Regions from separate parts of the Sus scrofa genome. Here region 1 is linked to region 2. The links are chromatin contacts, called in public Hi-C maps. All regions are on one chromosome and are shown on one strand. Each heading gives the region's core, a stretch centred on a gene start, on an enhancer-like site or on the middle of the called end of the contact. The rest is flanking DNA. Distances are from core to core; before and after follow the strand shown.

Evidence for each region. Hi-C and Micro-C count contacts between places; a contact is called where the count stands out from the background.
Region 1: a contact with region 2 is called in a Hi-C map of alveolar macrophages, with 2.2 times the contacts expected there. The contact joins the enhancer-like site here to the promoter of PCNX1 in region 2. A contact is called at or near these places in 1 of 5 promoter capture datasets (liver), 20 of 47 Hi-C or Micro-C datasets (alveolar macrophages, blood, embryonic fibroblasts and 10 more) and 2 of 2 datasets of contacts at active chromatin or transcription factors (alveolar macrophages and skeletal muscle).

The regions. Positions count from the first base shown.
Region 1 is chr7:94,499,418-94,502,307 of Sscrofa11.1, reverse strand. PCNX1 (pecanex-like protein 1) reads right to left here. Exons shown (of 34, transcript XM_021099425.1): 3 at 2,038-2,143. Among named protein-coding and RNA genes, the nearest start is that of PCNX1, 56 kb to the right of the region's middle. Within about 2 kb of position 1,472, at least 3 of the 83 cell types and tissues checked have an H3K27ac peak or open chromatin away from gene starts, as enhancers often do. A contact at or near this core is called in alveolar macrophages, where this site is marked.
Region 2 is chr7:94,443,584-94,446,654 of Sscrofa11.1, reverse strand. PCNX1 (pecanex-like protein 1) reads right to left here and starts at 1,654. Exons shown (of 34, transcript XM_021099425.1): 1 at 1,119-1,654. The coding sequence starts at 1,271.

The sequences.
Region 1 (2,890 bases), core at 223-2,722, 56 kb before region 2:
CATCTGCTTGTTAAGGAAAGAAGACACATTTAAGGACCTAAAACAGTTGTTTTACACTCACTCATAATTAAAACTGTTACCAAAATGCAGCAATCCAAATAAATCAGAAATGCAAATCAAAAAAAAGGCAATTTTTTATGAATACATGAGGGAAAAAAGGCCCTAGTAAAGATTTTAATTCACAGAATACGGTATCTTTCATAATTTTATTTTTAGGTTGTGTACAGCTAGCAATGTGGAATAGCAGAATACTGTGGGACAGTCAAGAGAACTAGGTCTGCTACTCATTCATTTGTTAAATGAGGAGCCAGGTCTGATTTCTACCACCAAATTGTTCTTACCTCTATAGATAAAAAGTATTTAGCAATGATGAACCGAAAGTCAACTGTGCAGAAGGCAATATATAGGCAGTGGAAAAAAAGAGGGAAATCTCCCCTGTATAGAGTTACAAACTACCTCATACATCAAAAACTTAGTGCTGTATTCACAATAGCCAGGACATGGAAACAACCCAAATGTCCATCGACAGATGATGGATTCGGAAGAGGTGGTATATATACACAATGGAATACTACTCAGCCATAAAAAAGGATGACATAATGCCATTTGCAGCAACATGGATGGAACTAGAGAATCTCATCCTGAGTGAAATGAGCCAGAAAGACAAAGATAAATACCATATGATATCACTTATAACTGGAATCTAATATCCAGCACAAATGAACATCTCCTCAGAAAAGAAAATCATGGACTTGGAGAAGAGACTTGTGGTTGCCTGATGGGAGGGGGAGGGAGTGGGAGGGATCGGGAGCTTGGGCTTATCAGACACAACCTAGAATAGATTTACAAAGAGATCCTGCTGAATAGCATTGAGAACTATGTCTAGATACTCATGTCGCAACAGAAGAAAGGGTGGGGGAAAAAACTATAACTGCAATGTATACATCTAAGGATAACCTGACCCCCTTGCTGTACAGTGGGAAAAAAAAAAAAAAAACTTAGTGCTGAATAAATACGATAAATAAGGGCTCTGTCTGCAAGAGAAAGGGGCAACACCACAAGGTCTTTGAAAATCATGATGGTTTTAAGAAGAGTTAGGCTGGAGAATAAAGAGGGCTAAGTCTCTGGAACGCAAAAGAGGAGGAAGGAAGACGGTTTCAGTCCACATGCAGTGCAGGGTAACAGGAGGAAGACTGGCATGAAAAGCAAGAAGTGAGGTCCAGCCTACACTCTTTAAATCAGCTATTTCTTCTTCCAGATAATGAAAGTGCTGAGACAATGACCACTAAAACTCACGGTTAATCTCTAGTTCTAAAAAGCTATAAGCACTTTAAAGTTCTCACTGAGCTTACCATCTTATGTTTCTAGAATTTTATTCTAGCTGGTATAGTCATTTATTTGCTGAGAAGGCAAGAAGCAATAACTGGGACTTTTGATCAGTGTGAGAGATGCTTGGGCTCAAAAGGAGAAGTACAGCAGAAAACGCCCAGCTGGGGTTAGACAGAATGAAAGTAAAGCCAGCTTCAGCAAAGTTCCGAGATACTTTCAAAATTACTATTTTAAATTAAAAGTAAAAGTTACATAGCAGAAAGACACTAAAATTGGCAAAAGCAGACTTGTATTCTAGTTCCAGCTCAGGATGTTCCATCGATAACCTGAATGAGATTTTGAGGAAGTTATTTCATTTTTTTGTTGCCACTTTTAAACTAGGGGTAACTACTAACACCTCTACCTCTCCAATACAGACACTGTGAAGGTAAGCACAAGCTAGAAGCTCATTCCTAAAGGCGCTCACCAACGACTGTCTTGATCCAAACTACCCCCAGGTAATGAGCACACAGAATGTGCCCAGCAACAAGGAACTTATTTAACATGACATTTCTGGTTTAAAACAGTATTAATAAAAGATGACTGATAAACAATCAAAAAATTAGTAATCAGCAAGATAAACCCAAACACAACTGACAATACAGCGAATATGTGAGACCACCATCAGAAGCAGGTTGAAGAGCAAAACAAAACAGCACAGGTTCCTACCTGGTTGCTTGGATCTAGGCCAGCATAAGAATTTCTTGAACTGCAACCAACTGGGGGTGTGGCCTCTCGAATGAACTCGGACATTTCGATCCCCCCACCAGGATCACTGTTGGGGGAAAAATGAGAAAAGAAGAGTAACTTTCATTATTCTACCACAAATGGTTTTTCTTCTTGTTTAAGCTATTTTGTCTGTAAAATTAAGAGGTTCATATATTTAATACAGCAATTGGAAAAAAAATTCTTCTTCAATAAGTCTGATAATTTCAACTATTTTATAACCATGTCACTGCTCCAAAATATTTACAACTCTCTCCCAAACTGCCTACATCCAATCCAACATTAGAAACTGGCCTTAAATACAACTGTAGCATACCAAATACAGCACATATTTTATGTTAGGTGCCATAAAACCACTCTAGCAAAGACACAGCTTGCCTTTTGTTTTCCAGTAGCAAAGAGAAATCTATCACTTGTAGATCTCACATTACCTGATCACTCCAGGAGCACGGCCTGATTGTGCTGCATGAACATGCTGAGAACTGTCCTTGTCAAGCTATTTGTACCTGTGTTTTTTAAGTTAACAGAATTTAACTGGGATACTAACTTGTCTTACAGAACCAGAAACCTAAGATTTTAAATTTGCACATGTTGAGTTGGAAGGCCTAAGTTAAAAAAGTGAAATGATGCTACATAGAAACAACAGGTAGTAGAAAGAGAGAGAGAAAAGTACTAGGTTCAAAGAACAGAGAGGATATCCACATATAGTACTTACAGATAATGGGATTTCCCAACTGGGAAATAAGATCACACCAAACTTCAAAAAACTTTCCAAAATTTTATAATAAGTTTCCTC
Region 2 (3,071 bases), core at 405-2,904:
AAACCTTACCTCCCTTCCGGTCACTTTTAAAGTTTTAACTGAAGCTTAAGTATCACCTCTCTTCCATATTAGTCTCCCTAATGCCCCACCCTAACCTAATGTGTTTTAAAAAAAGAAAATGCGCTTACAACTTTCAGTGAAAATACAGGTTAAAAAGCTAGATCATTCGGGGAAGCTGAAGAAGCTGATCGTACCGAATTCAGCAACAGGCAGTACTTTCTCTTTCCTATCAGTAAAAGGCCTTGAACCAACCCAAACAAATCTGCTGAAATGCCAGCCAAATTTCCCCGTATCTCCCCCGCTCCCTCCCCCCAAAGCTGGCCTGGAAATAACAGTCACCGACCAAGGCGCTGAACAGAACTGAACCAGTGGTAAGCAAAAATAGGATTTTGAGAGGCAGGAAGAGTGAGAGCCAGATTTTCAACCACCACGTCTAAGCGAGTTAAGGGCCCGGATGCCCCACAAATACATTCCAAACCGAGCGGCACACGCTCTTCCCCCGCTCCAAAGGCTCCGCACGCGGATTAGAGGCGAGGTGGAAGGAGAGTACTCCCCGGAGAGGCGGAGCGAGAACCGCCTCGGGGGAAGGGAGTGCCCAAGGGGTGCCCGGCGCCCGAGGAACGGAGCGCAAATAAGCACGCGTGCCAGGGATGGAGGCGGCGGCCCCTTGGGAGCACAATGCTCGGCGCCCACCCCAAATGCGGAGGCAGGGAGCCCCCGTCAGGCTTTACCCACCCGGGTAGAAAGGGGGGGGGCAGGATCAGGAACCTCGAAGGAGGGGCCTAGGAAGCAACTCTTTCCCCGTAAACGGGCTGGGCACCCCCACCCCAGGGTGGGGCGCGGAGGGAGGCGGGGGCTGCTGCTGATCCGCTTCTCCCGTCATCCCTGAAATAAGGGAAGCCCTCCAGGGAGAGAAGAGCGGGGAGTACGCGTGGGGGAGGGGAGCACTAGAGCCAAGGGGGCGGTGGGCCCGCGGGGGATCGGGACAGTACGGGGAAGGCGAAGAGGGCGCACTCCCCGCCCGGAGCCAGGGAGGCGCGACCGCCCGCTGGACTCGGGGAACCCGGCCAGCCAGAAGGGGGTTAGGAGCCACCCTCCTCCCCGCCCCCACAACTCACCATGTAGAGGGTGAAGGGTAGGCCGAGCAGAAAGAGCCACAGGTAGAGGTGCAGCGCGTTCACGAACGTGGCCTGGTGCGGGTCGTAGTACCATCCCCCGCTGAGAGCGGCCCACACCCCCTGCCGGAGGATCTGCAGCGTCTGCGACCCCATCCCCACCCGGCGCCGCCTCCGCCGCCGCCGCCGCCGCCGCGGTCCCCGCCCCGGCCCCAGCTCTGCCTCGGTCACCAGAGCCCGCAGCTGCCCCGTCTATCCGCCTCCGGAGCTCCGGGAGAGCGGGCCGGCGCTTCGGCGGTCGCTAGGGCTGCTGCAAGAGGAGGAGGAGGAGGCAGCGAACGAGGAGGAGGAGACCGAGGAGGAGGCGGCGAGCGGCGGGGCGGAGGAGAGCGGAGAAGAGGAGACCGGCCTCCAGAGCGCAGCCGCCATCTTGTCTCCTAACACCCGGAGCCGGGCCCCCGCCGCCCGCGGCCCGCCAGCGCCGCTGCCGCCACCGCCGCCGCCGCCGCGACCCCCGCCGGCCGCCAGCCCTGGGCCAGGCGGAGAAGGAGGCCCGGCGCCCGGGAGCGACCGGGAGCAAGCCGCGCCCCCTCCGGCTCCTCCTCTCCTCTCCCTCCGCCCCCTGGGCCGGCTCCCCACGGGTGCGCGCAGCCCCTGCGCCGCCGCGGGCGCCTCCTGCCGGCGCCCGGGAGAAACGCTCGCGAGCCCAGGCCTGGGGGCGGGGCTGCCGAGGTTCCGGGGACGGAGAGTCCGGGCTGTGGGAGACCCCTCTGTGTTCCCGCCTCGCGACCCTGGCAAGTTCCGTGAGCAGTCCAGAAACCGGGTCTTCCACTCTCCAAAGCCTTAACTTTGGAACCTTGTCAGCATCCTGGCTGACGTTTTATATTTATTAAAGACCTGGGAACAACGAGGCTAATATCCAAGATACTCACTGAAGACGTGAAAGAATTAGGTACAGCTGATGACGATTGAAAAGAATCACAAATGCACCCAATTTGAGCAAGAACTGTGTTGGCCCGTGGAATGAGCTGGAGGCTCTTGACAGAAAAATAACCACGGCCAGGATTGGACAGATTTACTACGTGCAAAGACAGATTAAATTAATAGAAGTTGTAAGAGATGTAAAAGTATGGGCTGGACAGCTTGATCATTGTACATGGTGATTTTATTTTTTTAACGTGCTGTAACTTGCAGCCATTTTTATTAATGGGCCAATCTAAACAGGGTTGAAAGATTAACTGTGGCTCCACCCCAATTCACAATAAGATCTTGCACTTTTTATAGCTGTAAAGACTGGGAATCATTCTTGGCTCTGTGTAATGTTTATAAGGCACGTCTGATCTCATTGAATGAAATTTTTTTAAAAAGAGTTTGCAGTTTGAGTTTATGATAGCAATAAAAGTACTCTGTATTCTTGGATTAAAGTTGCTATAATTAACAAGAAAAGAGAGCCAAAAGAAACCGGGGGTGAAGTTTTCAGAAGAGTATTGAAAACCTATTGCAATACCTCCCAGAGTCACTTCACAGTTCAGGAATTTCCACATCCATTTCATTTGACCTTCACAATACTCCTGTTAAGAACAGCCTAGAGGCTATCCTTATTTTATGAATTAGGAAACCAGAGTTCAAAGAAACTAAATGATTGCCCAAGTTCTCTCAAGTAATAAGTGGTTGAGAAGACTTCTGCAACCAGCAGTCGTCTTAAATGCATGAACTGAATTTTGGCAGTTTATTTCGCAGCACTTTACATCTTATCTGTTCAGATAAGAGTTTGAACTGGTGGATAACTGCTCAGCTTCTGGTCACCTGTGGCCAGCTTAAACGAATGACCAGTTCTCAAAGTGTAAGCCCAAGACCAGCTGTGTCAACATCACTAAGAACTTGTTAGAAATGCAAATTCTCAGGCATCACTCCGGAGAAACTCCGGGTGTGAGATCTAGCAATCTGTTTTAACAA